Regions from separate parts of the Mus musculus genome. Here region 2 is linked to region 1. A link is a contact called in public HiChIP or PLAC-seq data. All regions are on one chromosome and are shown on one strand. The core of a region is the stretch at or near the end of the contact, and the rest is flanking DNA. Distances in the headings are between cores, read along the strand shown.

The links. HiChIP or PLAC-seq counts read pairs in DNA pulled down with a chosen protein or histone mark.
Region 2: a contact with region 1 is called in a FOXA1 HiChIP or PLAC-seq map of pancreatic cancer cells. The contact joins two enhancer-like sites. A contact is called at or near these places in 1 of 484 Hi-C or Micro-C datasets (liver) and 2 of 115 datasets of contacts at active chromatin or transcription factors (CD8 T cells and pancreatic cancer cells).

What each region holds. Positions count from the first base shown.
Region 1 is chr3:21,698,419-21,706,335 of GRCm38.p6, forward strand. It overlaps Gm31693 (a long non-coding RNA gene), which reads left to right and starts at 4,397. Exons shown (of 4, transcript XR_389617.3): 1 at 4,397-4,430; 2 at 4,880-4,917. Within about 2 kb of position 1,308, at least 17 of the 459 cell types and tissues checked have an H3K27ac peak or open chromatin away from gene starts, as enhancers often do. A contact at or near this core is called in pancreatic cancer cells, where this site is marked.
Region 2 is chr3:21,983,922-21,991,231 of GRCm38.p6, forward strand. No RefSeq gene overlaps it. Among named protein-coding and RNA genes, the nearest start is that of Gm31813, 23 kb to the left of the region's middle. Within about 2 kb of position 2,335, at least 104 of the 459 cell types and tissues checked have an H3K27ac peak or open chromatin away from gene starts, as enhancers often do. A contact at or near this core is called in pancreatic cancer cells, where this site is marked.

The DNA.
Region 1 (7,917 bases), core at 58-2,557:
CATGGTGATTTCCCCAGAGGTTCTTTTAGGGTTAGGGTTAGGGTTAGGGTTAGGGTTAGGGTTAGGGTTAGGGTTAGGGTTAGGGTTAGGGTTAGGGTTAGGGTTAGGGTTAGGTTCTTTTATAGTTGAGAATAGTTTTTGCTATCCTAGGTTTTTTATTATTCCAGATGAATTTGCAAATTGCCCTTTCTAACTCAGTGAAGAATTGAGCTGGAATTTTGATGGGGATTGCATTGAATCTGTAGATTGCTTTTGGCAAGATAGCCATTTTTACTATATTGATCCTGCCAATCCATGAGCATGGGAGATTTTTCCATCTTCTGAGATCTTCTTCAATTTCTTTCTTCAGAGACTTGAAGTTCTTACAATACAGATCTTTTACTTCCTTAGTTAGAGTCACACCAAGGTATTTTATATTATTTGTGACTACCGTGAAGGGTGTTGTTTCCCTAGTTTCTTTCTCAGCCTGTTTATCCTTTCTGTAGAGAAAGGCCATTGATTTGTTTGAGTTAATTTTATATCCTGCTACTTCACTGAAGCTGTTTATAAGGTTTAGGAAAAACATGTAAAATTCTATTCAATTTCATGATATAAAGTTTCATAATACAGTGTTTCAAGGTATTTTGCCATCTGTACTAGACTTAATTCTTTGAGTGGATGACTGGATCAAGTGTCCCACTGTTTGTCTGTACTATAGCAAACATATACTTACAAAAATACCTGTGCTTGCCATAGCCTTCAAAGCCAGAAGCACTGCGCTCTTTCACTCTGAAAGAATCACACCATCTCATCAAATTCAATTCTCGGGAAGTCACAACTTTCTTATTCTAATCTGTATTTGAGTTGTTTAGAAAACATTAAAATTTAGATTCAGTTGGAGATGTTTTGGGATGGAACTTGGGGGGAAAAAACCCAATAAATGAGTCTTCAAGGACAGTGTGACACTGTCCACACACACGGACTTCAGACTTCTTATACCCTTCAGAAGGCTGGAAGGATATGTGGCTACTAAATTGGTTCACATAGATTACTGCAATTTTGTTAGTGAAGGAGGGAACATGCGTATCTGCTCAGCACTGGCCTCCCAGCTCTCAACCTTGATACTAATCATCAGGTAGGAGGCCACTAGCATAGTATATGGAAAGTCTTCTGCCTAGCCGGAAAGTCTACCCAGCACCCAGGGCATCTAGCCACAAGTCCATTAAAGATTTTAATAAAAGAAAGACATGCTTCCTCCTCTATGTGTTTTCTCAGGCTATCACCTGAGTCATCTGGGAAACTCCTTTCTCTGAGTTAGCTGGGGAGTTGCACAATTGTCTGCTTCCCTTCAGCTGCCCAAATATCTGGCTTTGCATGAGGGTGTGGTAATGGGGCAACTTCCAAGCAAAACACAAAGTATGAGCCCAAGCCTATAAAAGGGATCACATTTAAGCTGACCCTTAGCCATTTACATTGATACAACAGTACCTAAGGGACAGTTACTGAGAGCTAAGGATGGACTAGAGGAGACTTCTGAGGGCAATCAAAAGTTCAAGGTCACTCTTTGTTGTACATCAAGTTTGAGGATAAACCTGGGCTACATAACACTCTCTGTGTATAATAAATAATATATGTGTGTGGGGTGTGTGTGTGTGTGTGTGTGTGTGTGTGTGTGCTTCTCTGCAAGGGCACAGGGGTCAGCTTAGGATGTGCAAGTTGAGTTCTACTCCCACCAGCTCAGTAAATGAACACATAAATAATAGATTTGGAATCCAAATAGAATTGTATCACCCCACTTGAGAAGTTTACATTTAGCAGGGCTGCTATAGTGCATGGTGTTGAGGTGGATGGTGAGAGTCTAAGACACCTGGTATCTCTGACTGTGAGGAATTAGTCAGACAGAGCCCAGCTTGCAGGTGGCTGGGTTTTAATGATTTATTGAATCTCCCTTGAGGTCAGCAGCTTATGACTTGCCATTTTTAAAATGTACTGTAACAAATGGATGAACATTTAGTTCACAGGAACTGAGTCTTCTTCCAAATGCATTTTTAAGAGGAAAAAAATCAACAGAAAAGCTTGGGTCTGTGAAGCCCTCATGTCACATGATCTCACTTGCTCCAGTCTAGATAAGCAGCTACCAGAATGATTGGGGGAATAGTTTTCAGAGAGGCGGGGACTGCCCTGTCAGACCACATTGTTATCAGCTAGCAACATTATTCCAATTGTATAATTTTACCTCTGGGACCATTATTCACTTTAAGATGACTAGAAACTCAGTTAGCCTTCTCAGTCACCTCACCCAGGAGACTTCAAACACATTTCCCCCTATTTGAAAATATCTATGTAGCATTTATGCTGTAGTTGGAATCACAGGTAGAAAATATGAGAGTTAACAGACAGCTGAGAACAGGTTCCAGAAGCCAACCTCTCTGCCCCAACCCCTGCCTATGGACCATATTCTCTCAATCTGGGGGTATACTAGTTACTTCTCTCACTTGAGAGAAGTATGACCTCTCATTTCATGTGGAAAAGTAAAGTACCACCCTAGATATAAATAATCCTAGCAGCTGGAGAGATGGCCCACTGGCTAAGAGCACTGGATGCTCTTGCAGAAGACCCAGGTTTAACTCCTAGAACCCACATACCAGTTCATGACTGTCTATAACTCCAGCTTTGGGAAACCCAACTGCCTCTTCTGACCCCTACCCACAGCAGGTGTGCATATGGTACACAGACAGACACACACACACACAAGCAAACCACCCATATATTTGTAACTTGAAAACAAATAACAAAGATATAAATAAAGAGAGGGAGAGAGAGAAAGGATGGAAGGAAGGAAGTGTTGTGTCTGGCCAGCATATCACAACATGGGTTCTAGCCTGGAAAGGCATTTTGGAAACCTGGAAGAGAAGAGGGGCTAGGCGGCGAGATAAAGAAATGCAGCTAAGACAGGCATTCTGATCAAAGCTCAATTTTACTGTTCCGCATGCAGTTATGAAGGGAGGGGGAGGGGACCCGATTCCCGCCAAATAATTTCAGGGTCCAGTAGCAGGGTGAGCACGTGTGTGGCTCCAAACAGCAAAAAACGGCAAGGTCCAGCAGTGGGCGTGGCAGAACGAATGAGCAGGAAGCTCCACCTCTGAGCAAGCAGGTTTCAGGCTGGGGGAGGAGAGACTACAAGGAAGGAAGGAAGGAAGGAAGGAAGGAAGGAAGGAAGGAAGGAAGGAAGGAAGGAGGGAAGGAAGGAAGGAAGGAAGGAAGGAAGGAAGGAAGGAAGGAAGGAAGAAAGGAAGGAAGGAAGGAAGGTAGGTAGGAAGAAAGGAAGGGAGGAAGGGAGAGAGGGAAGGAGGGAGGAAAGAAAGAGAGAGAGAAAGAAAGAGAGAGAGAGAGAGAGAGAGAGAGAGAGAGCAAGCAAGCAAGCTAGGTTGGGCTGAGGATAAATGCCAGTCAGTAGGGTATCTGCCTATTATAAAAAGAAGCGCTGGGTTCCCTCTGAAGCGTCACATAAGGTGACTGAGATGACACACACCTGTAATCCCAGCACTCAAGAAGCAAAAACATGGATTAGAAGATCTAGGTTATCCTCAGCTGCATAGGAAGTTTGAGGCCAGTCTGGGATCTTGTCTCAAAACAAACAAATAAATAAATTGCAAGGATTAAAATAACAACAAAGCCACACCTCTGAATGCTTTCTCTCCCTGCTGCATTCTAAGACAAATTAATATTTGCTATTTAAATCAATATGAATCTGGTGTAGCAGGTATTGTTCTGAGCTCTTGAACATGAAATTGGGTAGCAGAGACAGATGGTTGCCATGAGTGTCTTGACAGGAAGACAATTTGAGGAGCAGTTGCACTCAGTGTGAAATGCCTGACTGTCATAGTTAGCTTCAGTTGTCAACTTGACACAAACCTTGAATCACCTATCTGGGGGGGGGGGGGGGGGAGGGAAACTTTGAAGAATTTCTTCCATCAGATTATCCTGTAGGCATTTCTATAGAGCTTCTTGTTTTCTAATTGAGGCAGGAGGGCCCTGTCCATGGTACCACCCCTGGGCAGGTGGGCAAGCTGAGCAAGGCACAGCCAGTAAGCAGAAATCTTCCATGGTCTCTGCTTCTTTCAGGTTCTTGCCTAGAGTTCCTCCCCTGACTTTTCTCAGTGACAGATTGTGACCTGAGAGTTGTAAGACAAATTAAACTCTTTTCTAACTTTCTTTTGGTCAGACTGTTTTAGCACAGCAAGAGAAAATCAAATCAGGACAAAGATATTCAGAGGGGACACTGAAGCCTGGCTGGTAATCCCAACAATGTGATATTCAAGTTAGTATACATAGAATGGTATGTGTTTGGTAGAGATCATTGTGAGGTCAGGTCCAGAACACAAAAGTGGAACTGGAGATTAACAGGCCCAAAGTTAGAAAGAACCTGGAGCCCACATAAGAGCAAGACCGTGAGTGTGGATTTAACAAAAAATATGAAAATAAAAATGAGAAATGAGGCTAGATAGATGCTTGGCAGTCCCTGGAATTGTGTTTAAAGAGAAGAAGTCACTAATCAGTTGTGTCAACATTACATGATCCTACATGCATCATTAAGAGGCAAGACTAGGCAGGAGATTAAAACAGTTCATGAGAAATTCAGAGGCATCATTAAGGAATTAATGAGATGGGAATATGTCTTGCTTGCTTTTCCTGTTGATGTGATGAAAATCACCCAACAAAAACAACTTCCAGAAGGAAGGGTTGATTTGGGTTCACAGTTTCATGGCAGAGGCTATAGTGGTGGGGAAGGCACAGTGGCAGGAACTTGAAGTGGCTGGTCAAGTGGCACTTGCAGTCAGGAAGCAAAGAGCTATAGATATTGGTGCTCTGCTTGTTTTTCTCATTTTTATCTTTCCAGGGCCTCAGTCGAGGAAATGGTGCCACACATATTGATGGGTAAGTCTTTCTATCTCAGTGAACCTTTTTTTATGTTTTATGTTTTTATGTTTTATGTTTTTTATTTGTGTTAACATAATACCCAAGCAGGAGGGATTTTAGATCAATTAGGCCAACCTTTTACCATCTGGAAAAAACATAAAGCCTCCTTGGGAAAGAGCCCATTGTTGTTCCTGGAAGAGAAACTTGGTAATGCTGTAAAAATCAAGTATAAAAGACGTGTCTTAAACCCAGGAAAGGAGTATTTAAAAGGTATCCCCCAGAGTCATGGAAAAGCAGCCCTTCACTGCAGCGTGTGAGAAGAGAAACTTGCTTGTTAAACTCAGGAGCCCAGGGACCTCCTCAGAGAAGATTATCTAGCCACTAAGGCGGATTCAAAGTCATAGGAAACACTGAGCACTGGATGCTGTGAGCAAGTATGAATCCAAGAATCCCAGAAGGACGCTCTCCAGGTGCAGGAGACTGTGGCACAACAATTGCATTAGACTGGTGAAGTAAACTCCCAAAATAGCCATCCTCACCATAGTGCTGGACTTACATTGGAAATCACTCCCTCCCAGCTGATGTATTGATGAGTGGTATTCATGTGTAAACTGTAGAGTTGGAGACCAAGATGAGGGAATTTCAAAGGGTCAGAAGCAGCAGGTCTGTCTGTGAGACAGGACAGGACCCTCTTTATGACATCACATTGTAGTTAAAGACAGCAAGAAAGAACTTCTACGGGACTGGGGAGTTAGGTCACATTTTAAAGTGCTTTCTATGCAACCATGGAGACTTGGGTTTAATTCTCCAGATCCATGTAAAAAGATCCTGAGATAATGATGTACATTTGTAATTCTAGCCCTGGGAAGAGGAGACATGTCAGTTCCTGGGGCTATCTGGCCTGCTAACTCAGTCACTTAGTGAGCTCCAAGCCAAAGAGAGACTGTTTCAGAGAATCAGGTGCAGGCTGGGAAGATGGCAAAGTAGGTAAAGTTCTGTTCAAAATAAGAACCCATGGAAAGCTAGACACAGTTGGACTCAGCTGTAATCCCAGCAGTCCTAAGGTGAGATGGACTGTAGAAACCAGAAAAATCTCTGGAAACTTTCAATGCAACAACCCTGGTACAGACAGCATTGAACAAGGAACCCTGTCTCAAAGAAACTGGACAATAAGGACTAACACCCAGGCTTTACAAGAGTAGTGAAGCTTCCTCACATACATTCATAGATGCACACACACAAACACACACACACACACTGAAAATTAAAATTAATTAATTATAAGGTGGCTGTCTCCTGAGGAACAAGTACTCAAGGTCGACTTCCAGTTTCTAAATATATAATCACACAGTGAACCACCCTCCTACCCACACATACATATACACACATACACAAACATGCTTGTATTTTTTTTTATTTTAATTTTTATTTTTCTTTACAAAGAACTGTAGATATCGGGGATTTGCTCTTTTTTGGATAGGGTCAATTTTACAACATTTGGACAAATGAGAGTTAACAGGCATTCTAAAAAAGATAAAGTAGAATTTCTCTTTAGCCAGCAAGGGAGTTTTTGAGTGGTTGAAGAATATACAAGGTTTGACTCCACATCTTATAAGCTGGTGTTAACACAATGGCTCTACTTTTATTGATAGTTAAAGTCTCCTGCAACTGAGAAAGCCAGCAATGCTATTCATATATTTCATATATTTTTACATATTTTTGGTTGTTTTCCACAGTGATATTTTGGGAAACATTTCCTCTTTCTGCCAGCTCATTATCCTATTTCCTTTACTATGACTATAGAACTGATCATTCTAAGCAATTCAGTTGGGGATATTTATGCAGAGGAATGGAACCCTTGCTTCTTTGGGGAAAAGATGGCTATGTGGTCCAAGCCATCTGTTGTGAGCCAATCAGTGGCTCACATGTCCGGGTTCGAGCCTGGGAGGCAACCTGGAGCTGAAAGAAAAGAGAGAACCTAGGCGGGTTGAGAAATAATGGAACCAAGACATGCTAGTCTGTTCAAGGTTCGAATGTTTAATGGCGGACACGCTTTATAAAGAAGAGGGGAGGCCCATTCCCGACAATTCATCCTTGGAGCCTGGAAACAGCTGCAGGTGATGATGTGCAGGACAGGGCCATAGTCTCCAGAATAGCTCCAGGGCCTCTCAGCAGGTAGCAGTATCTTGAAGAGGAACAACAACAGTGGCTGAACAATAGAGTAATCTAGGGAGGAAGGCTCCACTCTAGGTAATCTCCTTAGTGGCAGCAAAGTCAAGGTCTGGCTCAGCCAGCTTCAGGCTTGTGGGAGGTTACATCTCCTCCCTGTTATTAATATTAAAAAAAAAAAGCTGGACTGAGGAACAAAATTTATTTATGCTCCATAGTCCTGCCTAGGAATTATGGTGGTTGGAGGCCATGCCTGTCTTAGGAAATCTTAGATCTTCCCAAACCATTCAATTCCGTCTCGGAGGCTACGTGCAGCTAGTTTGTGTTATATTTCACACAAACATGGTTCTGTGGTGTATTATCAACAGCCATGGCCTTTTGTCATGTACCTCTGTTTTAGATTGGTATGGTTCTGAGATCTGGTTGCCCATCATTGACTAACCGGCCCTCGTAGCACACCTTATTCCCAAATCAGACCAACGCCACAATATGTACTGAGAATGCTTCTTCATGAAGAAGCACCTGCACTGCCACCTTCACTGTTGGAGGTGAGGCTGAACACCTGCTGCAGTCAGGCTGAAGGGTGTTGACTGACCTGCTTGAAAAACAAAGTTGAGACAGTGAAAGGCACAATACAAAAGCTTCTTTTGGGGAAGTCCAGGTACTTCATTCAATTGCAAATTAGCAATGACCAGGCTTAGACTTAGAGCTCCGGTGTTGGGGAGGTGACTTTGAGAATTGCAGAAAGGCTACAGCTTCTCTGGGAGTGGAGGCTGTGCTCCAATTTAACTTTTCAGCTAAAGAGGATTTTTAGCCATAATCAAGGTTAGAGTCATACTTACTAGATGA
Region 2 (7,310 bases), core at 1,085-3,584, 290 kb after region 1:
TATTCTATCAACTGTGGCAGAACATTTGTATCATAATACCATTTTTATATAGTCCATCTATTTAAATATCTAGCTGGAAAGATTCAAGTCAGCAGTAACTATGCAATTTCTGGTGATTCCATTCTAAGTAAATAATAAATGAAGCTTATTTTCTCATTACTACTTGACTAAAGAATTTGGGTGACTTTCAAAAACATCCAAGCAAGGCTGGCAAGGTGATTTGTTGTACAACAGCGCTTCCAATACCCAGAGCCCACGTGGCAGAAAGAGGCAGCAGAGGTCCCTTGACCTCTGCTCAGGTGCTCCAGCCAACAAGAGCCTCCCCACCCCCTGCTGTTCCAAACACACACTGAATAAAGAAATGTTAAGCAAAATAAAACAACTTTGCAGTTCTTAATGGAAGGAACAGCTTTCCTTTTTTCCCCATTATTAACCTTTTTAGTTACCCTACAAAATAGTAAGTTTCATTAAGCAGTTTCTTTCTTAAAACACAGCAGGAGTCATCTGAAAGATCCTAGCAGGAGTGGAGATGTAACACATGCTCTTTAACTTGTTTGGTTAAAATAAATTTCAGCTTCTAAAAATACTGTGTTCTTCCCCAGCTAGCTTCTTGCCATTTAAAATTTGACACAGTGCTTACCAAAGATGACTCAAAATTCAGTTATTCTTATTTCCTGCATTCTTGATTTCCATACAGAGCTGCAGAATCTTTCCAAGGAAAAAAAAGTGGACCTTCCACCCACTCCTACTTTCCCCTGGTAAAACTGCCCTGGCTGCAGTTTACCTTCAAGGTAAACCAGGGAAATGACCCAGACACTGCCTTTCAGGGAGCAGGATTCCAACATGTGAGTAGTGGTAGCAGGTACTCCTGATTTTAAATAATGCCTCTCAAGAGGCCCAATGGCTAAGAGCTCCTGCTTTGCAAGAATGAAAACCTGAGATCAAATCTCCAACATGCAAGTAAAAAGCCAGGCATGGCTGGCTGCTCTCTTGTATACCCTCAGCTTTGCACGGTAGAGACAGGCAGATTCTGAAAGTTCATTGGCCAGGCAACTCCAACTAAATGCTAATCTTCTGGTTCAGTGGGAGACAGTGTCTCAAGGAACTGAAACCATCAGAGAAAGACATACTATACTCTTCTCTGGCCTCTGCATAAGGACACACACACACACACACACACACACGACAGAGAGTGAATAATGATTCTGGTATTGTGGCTATGTAACACCATTGCTTTTTTGCTGATTCTAGGGGAATAAGACTACTGGATGTGAAATGTGTTAAGATTTAAACAGGCAACATATGTAAATAAATTGACACAGATTAAGTCTTAAGGAATCCATAGTTAATAGTGTTTTCAAAACAATTAACGATGCTACTCAACCACAATGAGATCATATCCTGATAAGCCCCTCAGTAGATGAAAATATCACTTAACACCCATCACCTACTGGACAAACCAGCTAAGCAACCATGCTGGAGAGTATTGGTTGCTCACATTTGTGATCCCAGGCTGACCACAAACTGAGAGTACGGTGCCACTGCCCACTGTAAGTCATACCCCAAGAGGAAGATCAAAGCTCAACAACCCAAAAGAAATAAAAAAAAAATCACTAAAGCCAACCACTTTAGCTGTCAACATAAAATAGTTTCATTAGTTGGAAAGTAAAAAACAAAACAAAACAGAACAAAAACCTGGAGAATGAACCAAATTGGAGAACATTCTAGAAATCTCTCCAGAGTCTGCTTTTCCGATGTGTATGGAATCTGTGTTGGTTTTCGTTGTTGTTATTTGCCTTGGTTTTTAGTTTAGTGAGTATTACCTAGGCCTAGATGACCCTTCTAATTACATAGTTGAGGAGAACCAAGAACACTGATTCTTCTTCCTCTACCTCCAAAATTAGAGGATCACAAGAATGTGTTACAGTTCCTTACTTACATGGTGCCGAGACAGATGCCAGCGCTTCGTGAATGCAAAGCAAGCACTCTACAACTGAGTTATATGCCCCGTCCCAGCACTTAAGTTACTGAGGCAGCATATAAGGCCTCTCCAAAGATTCCAAGAGTGGTGTAGAAACCTCTGAGGGTTTTTGTCCTATCCACAGCTAGACAACTAGACACTCTGCTCATCACCCAGGGTATCAGCTTGGAAGCCTGGGTCTGGATTAACTTTTATGAGCCCTACTGTTGATCCTACTGGGAGAGAATAGGACCATTATCCCAATTTTTGAGCCAAAATTAAAGTAAGTTTTATTAAATGCTGGCCAAGACTATGGACTCTACCCAGATCCATACTCAGGATTCCCAGAAAACGGCCTCACACTGTGCTAATCTGGTGATTATAAAGGCACAACCTACAAGGCTGTGTATTTGCTGCCTTGGGGGTAAGCATACATCCTGCCTATGTACTTCCTGGTCCATGTGATTAAGGACATCCTGAGAAGTTGAAGCAACCAACCTTGTTTACAGAAGTGAAAACATTTTCATGGCTTGTTATCTTGCATGAATAGTAGCCCCCAGAATCCAGGAAGTTATCTGTCCGTGGGCAGAGAAAGTTATCTGCATTATAGGTTAGAGACATTTTTGTTTTATAGATCCCTTCAGCACAGGAATTAAAACTTAAAATATAACTTTAGCCCTCACAGTTGGAGTATATCATTTACCAAGCTGTAAAGGGCAATTAGGTTGTCTGATTTCACAAGACCAGGTTCACCGGATGGTGTCCAGCTTCCCCTGGTGAATGAGTGACCAGAACGAAAGCACTCTTCACCTCTGCTGAACTTGGATCCTTGAAGGTGGGGCTGACTAGAGTTACCAGGCTGTACAATGCTGTCTGGCCACATCTTGGAGCTGGGCACATTTCTCGTCCTCCCCTCAGGGAGGGGTTTATAGTACAGGCAGTTTTTTCAAAGAGGAACATTTCCTTAAACAGGACACCTTAGGCTTATCTGTTGTAGGAGAACAATTAACACAAGCTTTGTGAAGATCTGCAATTGAGAAAACACTGAGTTCCAAGCCAAGTCCAGTCACTTACACTGGCAGAGTCCATTCTCAGAGTCATCAGAGGTACGGGGTGTTCTCTAGGACTTGGTCCTGGTCCTGAGTTAGCACAGAGGCAAATAGTCCTTGCCTAAGAGTTGATGTTCCAGGAAAAAGTAGATGTGTGGTTGCCAGGATGACTATCTCCAACTCAGCTGGGTTTATTTTCGTCTGCCATTTTAAGAAGATGTTGGCTCAGGGGACAGACACATTCTGTACCAAGCCAACAGGTACCCTGCCAAAAATTCTGTGTCAAAAGCTGATGATGAGGGCTGAGGGATGTATGTCAGTTGGCAGAGTACTTGTCGAATGAGCACAAAGACCTAGGATCAATCCCCAGCACTGTGTAAAGGGATTGTGGTGGCACATATCTGCAAGGTCATCCTAAACTATATAGAAATATCAAAGGAAACCAGACAACTTGAGACCCTGATTTAAAACAAGGGAAAGGACTGAATAAAATAAATAGCCTCTGATATTTGGGCATTTAAATTTGTTGTTGTTGTATTTTTCCTGATTTCAGAACTCTTGCTGGAACAATCTCTACATTATGGTTGACTGTAGAAAGAGCTTCCAAGTTAGCGAGCTGAACCTCCTACAGATGAGGGTTAGAGGAGTAAGTATCTCCTCAGGAACTAATGCACGTGATTATGGGGCCTTACTAAATCTAAACTTCTCGGGTCAGCATCAGTCTTTAGTAAGACCTTCAGCTGACTAGACGGAACCCACCATGTCATAAAAAGTATTCTTGCTGCACAAAGAATCCATTGGTTTTCATGTTAATCTCACCCAAAGATGTTACAGAAACATCTAAAATAATGCTTGACTGAATATGCAGCCCCATAGCCCAGCCAAGTTGAGATGCAGAATGACTCACGCTGGTTTCTAAACACCTGCCAGTCTCCTACAGCCTCTGACACCATTAACCACAAAGGGGAGGGGGGGGGGAGGTTTTCTCTTTCCCTTACCCATCTCACTGTTAGTCTAGACTCACTACCAAAACCAGACATGAATATTGGGCTCTTACTGTGAAAGCAGAAGGTGCAGAGAAAGTTCCCTTCACACAGTTGATCAATAGCATTAGAAGTAACAAGAAATGAGAAAATTCACATGGTCCAAGTCGTCAGGCTCCTAACACACACAGCATGCTCTGCTCGGGGCCTTCCCTAGCCTACACACTTGCCTGGAAGGCAACAACTCCTTTTCAGTTCCTTGAGCTGTGGCTTTTCTTCCCCAAATCTTCTCTCATGTTCCTTTCCTCCAGGGAGGGTGGTTGTGACATCTGCACACAGAGACGCCGTGGGAGGCAACAGCTTCGTCCGTTGGAGTTTAAAGTCTAACGCAAACCCTGAGCCGTTATCTCACTATCCACTGTTACATAAGGAAACAGTCTTGACTGACACCCCTTTCTGTGGTCATGAGTTGTTTCCTCATTGCTCTTCCCTCAGCAGTCTCACCTTTAACCCAGGAAGTGAGGAGAACATGTTTCTGCCATGTGTATGTACCTTAGGCCTGAATAAAGCAGGGCTTTCATTATTTTAGATTGAACTAAAGAAGATTTAGCTACCTTGAAAAGCAACACTCACAAGGGGTTTCCACTAATAGCGATCCTCATCTCACTGTGAATGGGTATATAGTCATGCATGGTGTCTTGAGGACTCCTTTGATAGAATGATATAATCGACAGAACATGTAGACCCTGAGGCACTATGTGGAGCACACATCAGCAGGAGTACACACCTAGCTTGTTTCCAGTATTCAGTTTCTTACTCTCCCAGGCTGCACCTTCACTATGATGATAAGCACACTTCCCACCCACATGTGAAGGCCCTGATCCATGGCACCTGTGGAGACAGCCACAGACCATCACTCTTCTTCACAGCCCATAGCCGTGCCAGGAAGTCCGAGTTGAAATCTGTTCTCAAATGTTCTCATCCGTTCCATGGAATCATGTATTTCTGGTAAACATCTCTTCTTCTACTTAGACCAAGCCAGTGAGGGACTCAGCCAACACAGAAAGAAGAGCAGAAGGAGAATACAGACAACCCTCCCATTCTCAACGGTCAGCATTCAAGGCCCAGTGACATCTTGGCTCTTCCTGGATCTCATTTGTCAGTGCTTCCTGGAAGTCTATACAGTAAAACAAAGTGTGCATGTCTGCAGTGTCCGTCCAATAAATGCCATCTCTATATAGGTTGGTTAGTAATAGGTTTCTAACACCTGAGAAAACAGGAGGAGAGAGGGAGGCAAATCCTGGAAATTATATTATGAGGCATTCTTTGGTGCTTAGATTATGTGCAGAGAGTTAAATGAGATCATTAACATAAAATTTGTCATTTGTAAAGTGAAATTCATAGCTATGATTCTGTAGACATCTTTAACTAGGAGTAAAAATGATTCCTTAAAGACTAACAGATTTGTCATGCTTTATCATTTTCTTATTTTTATAAAAAATATTCCAAGACTGAGTCTCATATATTCCAAGTCTGGCCTCAAACTTACTGTGAGGCTCAAACTTACTGTGAGGCTGAGGATGGCATGGCCTTCTTACCTCTACCTTACAAGAGTTGGAATTACAGGCATACAACACCACTTCCTACAATGCTGGCACTGAAGCCAGGGTTGCACGCTATGCAGACAAACACTCAACCAACTAAGCTACATATCCATTCTCTTCACAATACATTATCTCTATCGCTGGTTCCCAAGGGTCTCAGATAATATAAATTAATCCTTAGATTCATGGGATCTTGAGTACAAAGCAACGTGTGCATGTGTGTTGTATACGTGTAAGAAAATGTCATGATCAAGCTTGTTAGTGCATGTTAATAAAGAAAATCAACACGTGCTACAGAAACAGACTAACAGCATTTAATGAACTGTTTATATGTCTCATGTATATTTAATGCCTGTCCTCACAGGTGTTTAGAATCAGCAAGACAAACTTCTAAAGGCAATTGTATCTACCTCATTAACTCAAATTAATTGTAGTATTATATTTCTTTGCTTTGAGGCTTGAATGAAATCAGCTCAGTCTAGCAACTGACTAAGTCACATTCCTTAGAGATTCTGATTGGCTGCTATTGATGCTGCAGGCATTTCTCAGAGGAAACTTACTTGTTGGATGGGTGTGCATGCAGGAAAAGCTAGATGGCCAAACTTAAGGAATCTTTAGCAGGAAATGTCTCCTATAGCTTGGTATGTTTATGTAATTTTGCTTGGTTTCACTGTCCAGCAATTATCATTTTATTTACTAGGGGAAAAGTCAGAGTATGGGGTTCGGGTGGTGAGGGAATAGTAACTTCAGGTCATTGGTCTAACATAGTACAGAAGGGTCCTTTTGTATACTCCCCTCAATACTAACTCTGAGGCATAAGTGCTAAAAAGAAAAAAAAAAGTTGCATGTAAAACTAGCCCATTGAAGAGGGGAGAGGGGTGGTTCAGGGTGTAAAGTTACTTATCACGAAAACCTGACAAGCTGAGCTTGAGTTCATTTGGTGCCCATGTAGAGGGGAGGAAATAAATGATTCCACAAAGTTGCCTTATGACTTGCACATACACACAAAATGAAAAAAAAACCCACATGTAATTTTTTAAAGGGCCAAGTTTACGTGGTTAACATTGAGACAAATAGATGCCGTTGTTTTTTACTAGAGGAATTCTCAGAGACTTGAACATTTCATGTTTTGTGACTCTCCACAAAGTCGTTAGCATGTAACCCAGGTTGATCCATTAAAGGCATTTGGTGAGCCCAGTAGACCGTAAAATATACTTTGAGAAATCTTGGCCCTAATAAAGTCTCAACTGGGAACTCCCCATTTCTTTTAGTTTGTTTGTTAGGGCTTTGGTTTTGGTTTTTTGAAACATGGTCTTCCTATGTAACCCCTTGCTTAGCTATAAATATCCCCCTGCCTCAGTCTCCTAAAGTGCCAGGATTACAGGCATGAGTCATCATCCTCCTCAACCTAACAGAGCTTCTTAATTCGCTTAAGAGGCCCACAAGTAGAATTTCACTGGAGCTGGTCTTGTCTCCTGGCAGGGCTCGTGAAATTAGAGTCACTTCATATGCACACTCGAAGACTTTGGTGTGCACTTAACATCTCTTTATTTCTATTATCAAAGTGTTATTTCTAGGACTGGGAATGGAAACCAGGTGCCGAGAGTACTCACAAAGAATTCATGAAGCCCTGGGTTCTATCCCTAACCCCTCACAAAACAGATACAGTGAGATAGCCCTGTAACTTAAAAACTCACTCGTTAGAGGTGGGTGG